Regions from separate parts of the Mus musculus genome. Here region 2 is linked to region 1. The links are chromatin contacts, called in public promoter capture Hi-C maps. All regions are on one chromosome and are shown on one strand. The core of a region is the stretch at or near the end of the contact, and the rest is flanking DNA. Distances in the headings are between cores, read along the strand shown.

Region 1 (5,065 bases), core at 2,108-4,607:
GAGGCAGAGGCAGAGGCAGAGGCAGAGGCAGAGGCAGAGGCAGAGGCAGAGGCAGAGGCAGAGGCAGAGGCAGAGGCAGAGGCAGAGGCAGAGGCAGAGGCAGAGGCAGAGGCAGAGGCAGAGGCAGAGGCAGAGGCAGAGGCAGAGGCAGAGGCAGAGGCAGAGGCAGAGGCAGAGGCAGAGGCAGAGGCAGGAGGATCTCTGAGGTCAAGGCCAGAATGGTCTACAAAGTGAGTTCTAGGACAGCCAGGGCTACACAGGGAAACCCTGTCAAGAGAAAGGGAGAGAGAGGGAGAGAGGGAGAGAGAGAGAGAGAGAGAGAGAGAGAGAGAGAGAGATTGTTATCATCTCAATGCCAGTCTAGGCTATTGAATTTGAGACCTACCTGGGCAACACTGAAAGACCCTATCTCAAAATACACCAACAAATTGTGTTTAGGAAACTCAAAATCAAAATTTAGGAAAAAAAAAAAAAAAGCACAGGATATAGGCACGAAATGGTGGAGTACTTGCCAAAGAAAACACCTAACGTTTACTGAATGCCTACTGTGTACTGGCTCTGTGTCATATGTGCGTGTGTTACTTTAATCACATCTAAATGGTAGGGCTGGAGAGATGGCTCAGTGGTAAGAGCACTGACTGTTCTTCCAGAGGACCTAGGTTCCATCCCTAAAACCCATATGGTGGCAAACAGCCATCTATAACTCCAGTTCCAGAGAATTCAATACCCTTTTCTGGCTTCATTTGGAACCTGATATGCATGTGGTGCACAAACATACATGCAAGAAAAACATCCACATACATTAAAATAAGTGAATACTTTTTTTTTTAAGTTTAAAACTGATTAAGCCAGACAGGATGGCACACACCTTTAATCCTGGCACTCTAGAGGCAGAAGTATCTCTGAGTTCGAGCAAAGTGAGCTTGGGAACAGCCAGGACTACACAGAGAAACCCTGCCTCAAAAACAAAAACAAACAAACAAAACCCCAAAATCCCAAAACAAGCACAACAAAGCCTACTGAGGACAGAGTTGGTGCCAGACATGGTAGTACACACCTGTAATCCCAGCACTAGGGAATTGGAGACAACAAGAGCAGGAGTTCAAAGCCGGGCTGGGCTATATGAGACCTTGTCTCAATAAAACAAAAGCAAAATAAACAGTTGGTAACAAGAAACAAAAGGTTTCTTCCACACACTTTCTGTTCATTAGTGTGTTTGTGACAACGAAGATGAAGCAGGGGTACTGGTGATAAATATTCTCTTACGCAGAAGTGTTTCAAAACACTGCTAAAGACTTCAGATCTTACTCCAGATGATGCAGTTGTGCTGCCAAACGTCATGGGGAAAACTAAGTTACAAACAGATATAAAACCGATGCAAATTCCAGCGTGAGCTCTGCTCTATTCTTTGCAGCTATTGCTGAGCTACTAAACTGACTTGAATCTTTTTTTTTTCTTTCAGAATAATAAAAGGTCACTTACAAGGTGACTATGAGAATCCGGGAGAAGGTGAAGCCCACACCTCCCCAGGACCTCTGAATACCAGTTTCCTTTCTTTCCAGAAGTCCTCAGGGCCTGGACTTCATCACTGTCAGGTGAGTGTTGATGGACAACTTCATTGAACTTCAAGTAAGGGGCATTAGGAGTGGAGATACAAGGTAATCAAGAATTTCCTTTTGAGTCTCTTGTAAGTGAGTGACTAAGAGTCATTACCATACAAGACAGGTTAATTACCTGTCTATGTGGTATGCACCTATTAAAATGTATAAGTGAAATCTGTTCCATATACGAAATATTCAGTATGTGCAAGAGAACTAGAAACCAAAACTGAAGCTGACTCACTGATGTCAACTCCCATTTCAGTCACAACTGCTGACTCCATTCATTCATTCATTCATTCATTCATTCATCCTGGGGTAAATCTCCAATGGTGTGTACATGCAAAGATTTAAATTTATATGGTGCATTTTCTCCAGGCAGGATTTAAGCGCACTTACAAGCAAAGAATCTAGAAAGACCATTGTTTTTAACTCTCCATCCCCCTCCCCCAATACTGACTCATCTAGTCTTTCTTCAAAGGCTCTTCTCTTTCCCTCTTTCCCATCAAAATATTTGACTTCAAAATTGTGATTCATTCACCCTTGTTAACATTTGAGTAAATGGTAAAGTTCAATTTCTCCTGGACTATTGATCTACCCCATAGCAGGAATCAGCTCTGGCTTAAACCTAGGAAGCAAAGGCAACAAGGTGTTTTTCATCCTGGGGTTCCAAGTGCTCCCTAAATCACACCAGTCACATCTATCAGGTACTCCAGAGTCCTTGTGCATGGACCTAAAACGTTACCTCGAAACAAGGATATTTTGGAAACACTGCTGAGAGCGAAGTAGATAAAGAGAGACCAAAAAAAGAAAACGAAAAAGAGCCAGGTGGGTTTCATTTGGTTGATATCTCTTGCTGCCACCACCACCATTAGCATCAGCTGTGTGGGATAATTGGTGACGTCCTGGGAAATTATTGTTAGAGATGCCAAAAGGCATGGGACGAGTCTATGCTTAGGAGAGGTCCTTACTGCATACGAACCAAGTGCTTGCTCAGGATAGAAAAGGCTGCCATGAAAGCAGAAGCTAGCTAATCACAGCAGAGCGAGCTCGGGCTCAGAGAGTCTGTCCAAGGCTCAGTGATGTTTGAAGTACTTCCCACTCAGAGCTACCCAGAGATTGCTTAAATCTTTTCTTTAAGCACAACTGTGTGCCCCAGACTCCCAGACAGAGATGGGGCAACCCTGCAGAGCTTCCCTTCTGTCGACTTACCTGAGATCCATATCTCCATCAACCCAGAAGGTGAGAACATTAGAGATGGTGCCCCCAGGGCAGCTCCCCATCATGAGGACAGCAATAGCTTGGAATGGTTTCAGACCGAAGCCAATGGCTAACAGATAAGCTGTCAGAGGCATAAGTCCAAACTGGGAAAGCAGGCCCACTGCGATGCCCCAGGGTCTTCTGAGGTGCAACCAGAGCTTCTGACTCTCCACAGAACATCCAAAAGAGAACATGACCAAACCCACCATCACAGCCGAGAGCACTGTAAAAAGCAGCTTTAGATTCGCATGGCCCTCCATTCCCACGGGCGGGTCTTCCTCCGTACTGTTGACAGGGCAGGTGGAGTTGCCCGCACAGTCTGTGCTCATCTCCTCTCATGAATTAGAACACAGGAACACAAAGGAACATGAGTAGCAAGCACTGGGCAGGTCTTCCCAGACACAGTTCCTAATAACGCAACAAAGTAACACGTGGAGAGTCCTTCCAGTTGCTATTGGCTAACCACATGCTAATCTGATCAAGTTATTCCCAAGGGACTTGGTAAAAGTAATGTGCTTGGGCAGGAAACACAGCAAATGATGGGAAGCTGGGCTTTCCACTCTAATTTCGCTAGCCACTGAGCGTTCAATGCTGGGAATGAGACAGATGAGCATATTGTCAGCTGGAATGCCTGGCCCATGTCGACAGTGGCACATCGTGTTCTAGGGAAGTAGGCCAGATGCCAAGACATCACTTCTCCAAATGCAGCAGGGATTTCAAACAGCAGGGCTGTGATGTTATGCTGACTGAACGACTAAGTCAGGAAAAAACAAGGAGAGCTGTGCCAAAGCCGCGCCTCCCTGGCCGGCCTGACAGCCGGCATTCACAAAACACTTCAGATAGTAAAGAGAAGCAGGCCAGCCTGGAAAACATCAGAGGCTGAGGATCAGTTCAGGAGACTTTAAATTGGCCCTTTCTTTTTCTTCTGTCATTTCTCTGAGGATTTGTGTCTAAAGCCAATAATTAGACACCTGTGAGAATAGAATAAAATGGAATTAAACACTTGGTTGTGTCTCATAAAACGTGTGGAAACTCGTTTCCCTCCCAACACAATTCAAGGGAGCTGTCTTCTTCTTTTGGAGACTTAAGTCAACTTTGAGACACGCACCCTTGGGCCACCTAGTGAAGTCTGGGAGTCTTGCAAATGTTCCCTTGGAGAGTGTAGTCTGAGGACCACTTCTGATGCTGTGCACCATGGCCCATTCTAAGCTGAGGGAAAAGCAGACCACAACAGTATGGTTCTGGGAGATCAAAGTTCAAAACTATCAGCTGCCACCCTCTTCCCGCTGACAGCAGAGGTGTTTTTGTTTGTCTCTTTGTTTGTTTGCAGTGTGCTGAGTGAGAACAAGGCTCATTTTGTCAACCCCTCCCCTTCCTTAAGAGAGATACTTGCTGGGCTTCTTCTTGGTTTGGCAAACCGGTTCCATGACAAAATGACCATGGCGGCATGCTGACTCCACTTGTTCACAGGTTGAGTGCAGGTGAAATGTAAAGACAAGCTACAGAAGACACATCCCAACAGCAGCTCAGTCAGGCTCTGTCTCAGCCCACGACACACACAAGAGAAAAAAAAATTCTACCAGTGAGGAGGCAGACACAGGAAAATCCCTGGAGCTCAGTGGCCAGCTGCTCTTGCCAAATCGGTGCGCTCCAGGATTGGTGAGAGACCTTGTCTCAAAAAATAAGGACAGTGTATTAGTCAGGGTTCTCTAGAGTCACAGAACTTATGGATAGTCTCTAGATAATAAAGGAATTTATTGATGACTTACAGTCGGCAGCTCAATTCCCAACAATCGTTCAGTCACAGCTGTGAATGGAAGTCCAAGGATCTAGCAGTTACTCAGTCTCACGCAGCAAGCAGGCGAAGGAGCAGGAGCAAGAGCTAGACTCCCCTCTTCCAATGTCCTTATATTGTCTCCAGCAAAAGGTGTAGCCCAGATTAAAGGTGTGTTCCACCACACCTTTAATCCCAGATGAAAGGCATAGCCCAGATTAAAGGTGTGTTCCTTAACTCGGAGATTCAATCTTCTGGAATCCATAGCCACTATGGCTCAAGATCTTCAAACCAAGATCCAGATAAGGATCTCCAAGCCTCCAGATAAGGGTCACTGGTGAGCCTTCCAATTCCGGATTGTAGTTCATTCCAAATATTGTCAAGTTGACAACCAGGAATAGCCACTACAATCCACCCCTTGTCAACTTGACAC
Region 2 (4,712 bases), core at 1,591-4,090, 350 kb after region 1:
CTAATCCCTGTGTCCTTTTTATTAACGTACAAACTAGTATGTTCCATGATGACATTCCCACACACGAGGCATGACAGAGCCCATGCTTGCTGCCTTCCCCTACCCTCTTTTGTCTCTTGCTATAATTTCATCTGTAGCCAGGGCTGGGTTCTAACTTGCAGCAACCCTCTTGCCTTGGTTCCTGGTCCAATGCTGGGACCAGAGCAGAGTGACCTCCCCCCCCCCCCGCCCCCCACTGATCCTTCCCTTTGTGAGTCTGGCTCCCTTTTCACCTAAAGTTGTGACTGCCAGTTTTTTCCACTGTCCAGCAAACAGAATGATGTCATTCTTCCAAAAGACTGAACGATGTCCTGTGTGTGAAACCACATTTTCCAACCCATGTCTCTGGGTGGGCACCTTGGCTGGGTCCACAGTTTTGCTATTGTGTCATTGCGTTCTTCTTAAATTTGCTTTTCATTCCTTGCATACACATGTATGCTCTTATTATTTTATCCCCTGTTACCTTCCTGCAGCCCCTCCCTCCCCACTGCTGAATTCCCTTCCTAACAGTTGTGTTTCACATCTCTGTGCCACTGTTTTTAAAGCTGGGGGTGGAGGAGGCTTCTCTGTGGCCTTGCTTCTTGCCTTTTAAGGAAAAGGAGCCATATTTCTTTGATGGAAAGCTAGCTGGCCTCTCAGTGAACAGGGAAACTGGAGTTACACTTGCAGCTTTTCAGTCAATCATTTGATGTCTTAAATGTTTCATCATGAAGTTCAAGAATTCAAAGAGAAATTTACAAGGTTGAGTTACTCAGTTTTCAGGCACAGGAAAAAAAAAGTGGAAGTCATCTTTAATGTGACCTCTTTCTAGTTTTACTCTTTCTGTGTCTGAAAATTTTCAAATTAAAGGTAGTCTACTAAGTATTGATGTCTTCCCACCATGCACACTTGGGAGGTGATCTGAAGACCCGTGGACCATCTTCATGATGTATTCTCATTCTCGTTTATATTTTTTACGAGGGACTGAGAACAGCTGACTCAGTTTTCTCAGCTCCAAGAAGACTGCCTGGGACCTGTGCAGGATTTGATAATCTCAGAATCATCTCCAAGTACCGTGTTAGCTCATCTTGCCCACCAACGCCTGTATCTGCTAAGCAAAGATGCATGGTGCCTCTCGGGATTCTTCACTGCTCAAAAGGAACCAAAGCAGATTTAGCTCCTTATGTTCAAGAGCGTTCTGAAGGCTGGGAAAAGTGGTGTTAACTGCAGATGGCAAAAACGTAACAGAGGGTTACCTGAAGCCGAGCAAAACCCCAAGGAAAGCTTTGGAAACTCTGCTTCTCAACAAACAAACAAACAAACAAACAAACAAACACCAAAACCCCAGTCTCTCTAGTCTGAGCCACTGTATCCGGTACATGACAGCAGCGGTTTGTGGTTTCCTTGTAGTGCTGAGGCTCACACCCAGCCACAACTGGATCTAATATCTAGTTTGTATATTCTAGATAATTGTTGTACCGCTGGGCTACATCCCCAGTCCAGTTCTTCAAAGATTACAATCCCAGAGACAGTTTGTTGTGGCACATCTTTTTCACGACCTTTTGGGAATGTGCATGTTTAGGAGAAAGTGACACAGGACGTCAACACTTTCAGACTTAAGGTAGTTAAGAGCATTTATAAATAAACAGAGATCAACAACCTCTTAAATGTACTAGTGAAAGCCAGGCACTGGTGTAGACATTTCCATATGTGATGCTGCGTGCACCAGGCCATGCTAAGCACTTAAGTATTATTCTTTACCCTTCTTGCTCAGGACCCGGCAAGTATTTTTTCTTCTTCTGCAAAAGGTCAGATGTAAGTATTTTAGGATTGCTGGAGTGTGAGTGGAAGTACCATGGGTTTCTGCTGTTAGTTCTTCATGTGGTTTTGTTTGTTTGTTTTGAGAATCAATCCCTCAAATGTGTAAAAACCTGAGCGGTTGCTCGGTGATAGAGTGCTTGCCTGGCACGTGCTAAGGTACTGTGGCTCAGTGGTAGGTACTAAGACCCAGCTTCAGTCTATCACAGAAAGGAACAAATGAATAACAGAATAAATGAAAATCTAAAAGTATAAAAGTCACCCCTAGCTGTAATAAACTGCATATTGGCCAATTTGGTTGCTGGCAATCATTACCTGTAGATTTTGTCTCCCTCTGAGATTTTATCCCAATGGTAGAGTTTTTTGTTTGTTTTTTGTTTTTTAAATTTGAAGTTGAGGTAAGTTATGTGGCTTGCCTAATTTCAGCAGCTGGGAAGCTCTCTGGCTCCTGCGTCTCTTGTTATCAAGTTGTACACCACAGTAGAACCAACCAACCAACCAACCAACCAGTCAAACAAAATGAAACCCCCCAGGCTTAGTTCTCCAGCTCGTTGGTTCCATCTTGTTCACCTGTCGCAGGGATCCAGAAAGGACCCAGGAGTTTATTAAAACTTTGAAAAAGGAAAACACAGAGAAAAGCCAGCACTAAGTTACGTCTCTAGAGAAACATATGCCTTGTTATTTTGTGACTTTAAAAGATTGTTAGAAACACCTATTATTACCTTATTGATATCCCATAGAACCAGTCTGCTTTTCTGCTTTGCAAATTCATATGCAGTCAGCCTGCCTATTCCGTGTCCGGCCCCCGTGATGAGAACGGTCTGCCCGGTCACAGATTTCCTTCTCCGGGGAATGAAGAACTTTACCAGTGACTCCAGGTAGGAGTAGATGATGACGCCCACCAGAAGGAGAAATTCCAGGATGAGGTTCATGGCTCTGTTCTCACAACAGACACCTCTGCTCAGAGCTCCACAGAGAGCCCTGTCAGGTATTATGGGCTGCTGCAGAAGAGGCAGACTTTGACTGTGTCCCCTGACGAATCAGATACACCTTTGGTTTTTGAAATGATGCCAGTCTCTAACACAAGCGCAGCATAGGTCAGGGAACCCAGTGGGATGTGCCCTTTGGACCTGGTTATCTGAAAAGCAGTTATGCACCATGTTTCGACATGAAACTTCACCTCTCAAAGCTATTCTGGAAGTATTGCATCAGCTAATGGTCTGTTATCATTTGAATGTGTGTGTGTGTGTGTGTGTGCATGCACGAACACAAGCAAGCACATGTGTGCATTCATGTTAAATCAGGGTTGGGGGAATTAGAAATAGAAACATTATATTAAAGAAACTTTAAGGGATTAGTGACATGGCTTAGCAGTCAAAGTGCTTGCCATGCAAGCCTTTTACCTGAATATGATCCCCAAATCCATAGTGGAAGGAGATAGCCAACTCTACACACACATACACACAGAGAGGGAGACACACACACATAGACACACACTCATGTACACACACAGACACAGACACACTTACATACAGATGCACACATACAAACATACATGCATAGATACATACACACACATACACACACGCATAGACACATATACATGACACATATACATGTACACACACAGACACACACATGCACACACATACACAAATGCACACACTCACATACACACAGACACACATGCACACACACACACATGCATATAAAGTAAAAATGAGGAAGCTAAAATATGGGTCAACAAAGCTTAGCTGTTGAACGCATGCATTCACAGTTATGATCTTCCTCTGAAACCCCTGAGGTGGAGGAGAATGTAGGTTATAGGAAACAGCCAGTTCTCGCCATAACACTGGGAAAATCACCAGACCAGATATCATACACGTCAACTTAAAAGTGCTGCCACTGTCTCAGCCTGGGCGGTGGTGACAAATACTGTGGGCTAGGTGGCTTATTACACAGTCCTAGTGTCTGTGTAACCTAAGCTGTATGTGTGTCAAGTGGGAACTGGCATCTTGGTTTGCAGACAGCTGTCATTTCATGGCCACTGCACCCCAAAGAATGAGGAGGAACTTCTCTGTGGTCAACTTTATAAAAACCATAGACAGCCATCGTGACGTAATCACCTCCCAAAGTTCCAACATTCTATATTAATAGGAGCTAGATTCCAGCATAAGAAATTAAGGGGACACATTCTGGATAGAGTAACTTCTAATAGTGGAAAAGGAGAGATCACCCTTGTCCATCAATGGATGGGTAAAATATCAGACATACATACGATGGGATAGTATTCTTCCTTTAAAGAAAGAAATTCAGATACATGCTACAACATGGTGATCCTCAGTTATAATATGCAAAAGGAAATAAGCCAGACACAAAACCTCCCACGTTCTGAATCTGTTTGTATGAGGCACCTAAGACAGTGAGAGGCCAAACCTACTCCATCTTAGGACCAACCTCCATCTTAAAGGAAAAACCAAAAGCCTGACAACTTGACCTGCAGCAGAACCCAAGCTGGACCCATGTACCAGGATGGACTCCACGGCTTGTTCTTGGCCAGAGTTACTCCTAGATACTTCCTAGCAACAGTTAATCAAATATCAGTCAGATTGTTTCAGATGTACTTTCAGACCATTTGTGACTGTATACAGTTTTGCTTCAGAGCACCCACCTGTCGGTCTACAATAGACATTCAGTTAGTTGCTTGCCAGGATAGACACCCTCTCACTTACTTCCATTTCCTATAAAACCTTGTCCTGCTGAGGGTTTGAGGAGGGCCCAAGCCAGAGATTTTAATAAGGAGACCCTAATGCTATTACATTTGAAATGGCTCCTTGGTGGTCTTTTGGCCTTGATGAACGCTTCCTGGCACTACA

What was found. Capture Hi-C pulls out chosen DNA fragments and counts their contacts.
Region 2: a contact with region 1 is called in a promoter capture Hi-C map of liver. The contact joins the promoter of Hsd17b13 here to the promoter of Slc10a6 in region 1. A contact is called at or near these places in 2 of 9 other capture datasets (adipose tissue and liver).

Annotation. Positions count from the first base shown.
Region 1 is chr5:103,626,046-103,631,110 of GRCm38.p6, forward strand. It overlaps Slc10a6 (solute carrier family 10 (sodium/bile acid cotransporter family), member 6), which reads right to left and starts at 3,358. Exons shown (of 6, transcript NM_029415.2): 1 at 2,811-3,358. The coding sequence starts at 3,187.
Region 2 is chr5:103,974,548-103,979,259 of GRCm38.p6, forward strand. It overlaps Hsd17b13 (hydroxysteroid (17-beta) dehydrogenase 13), which reads right to left and starts at 2,841. Exons shown (of 7, transcript NM_001163486.1): 1 at 2,559-2,841. The coding sequence starts at 2,768.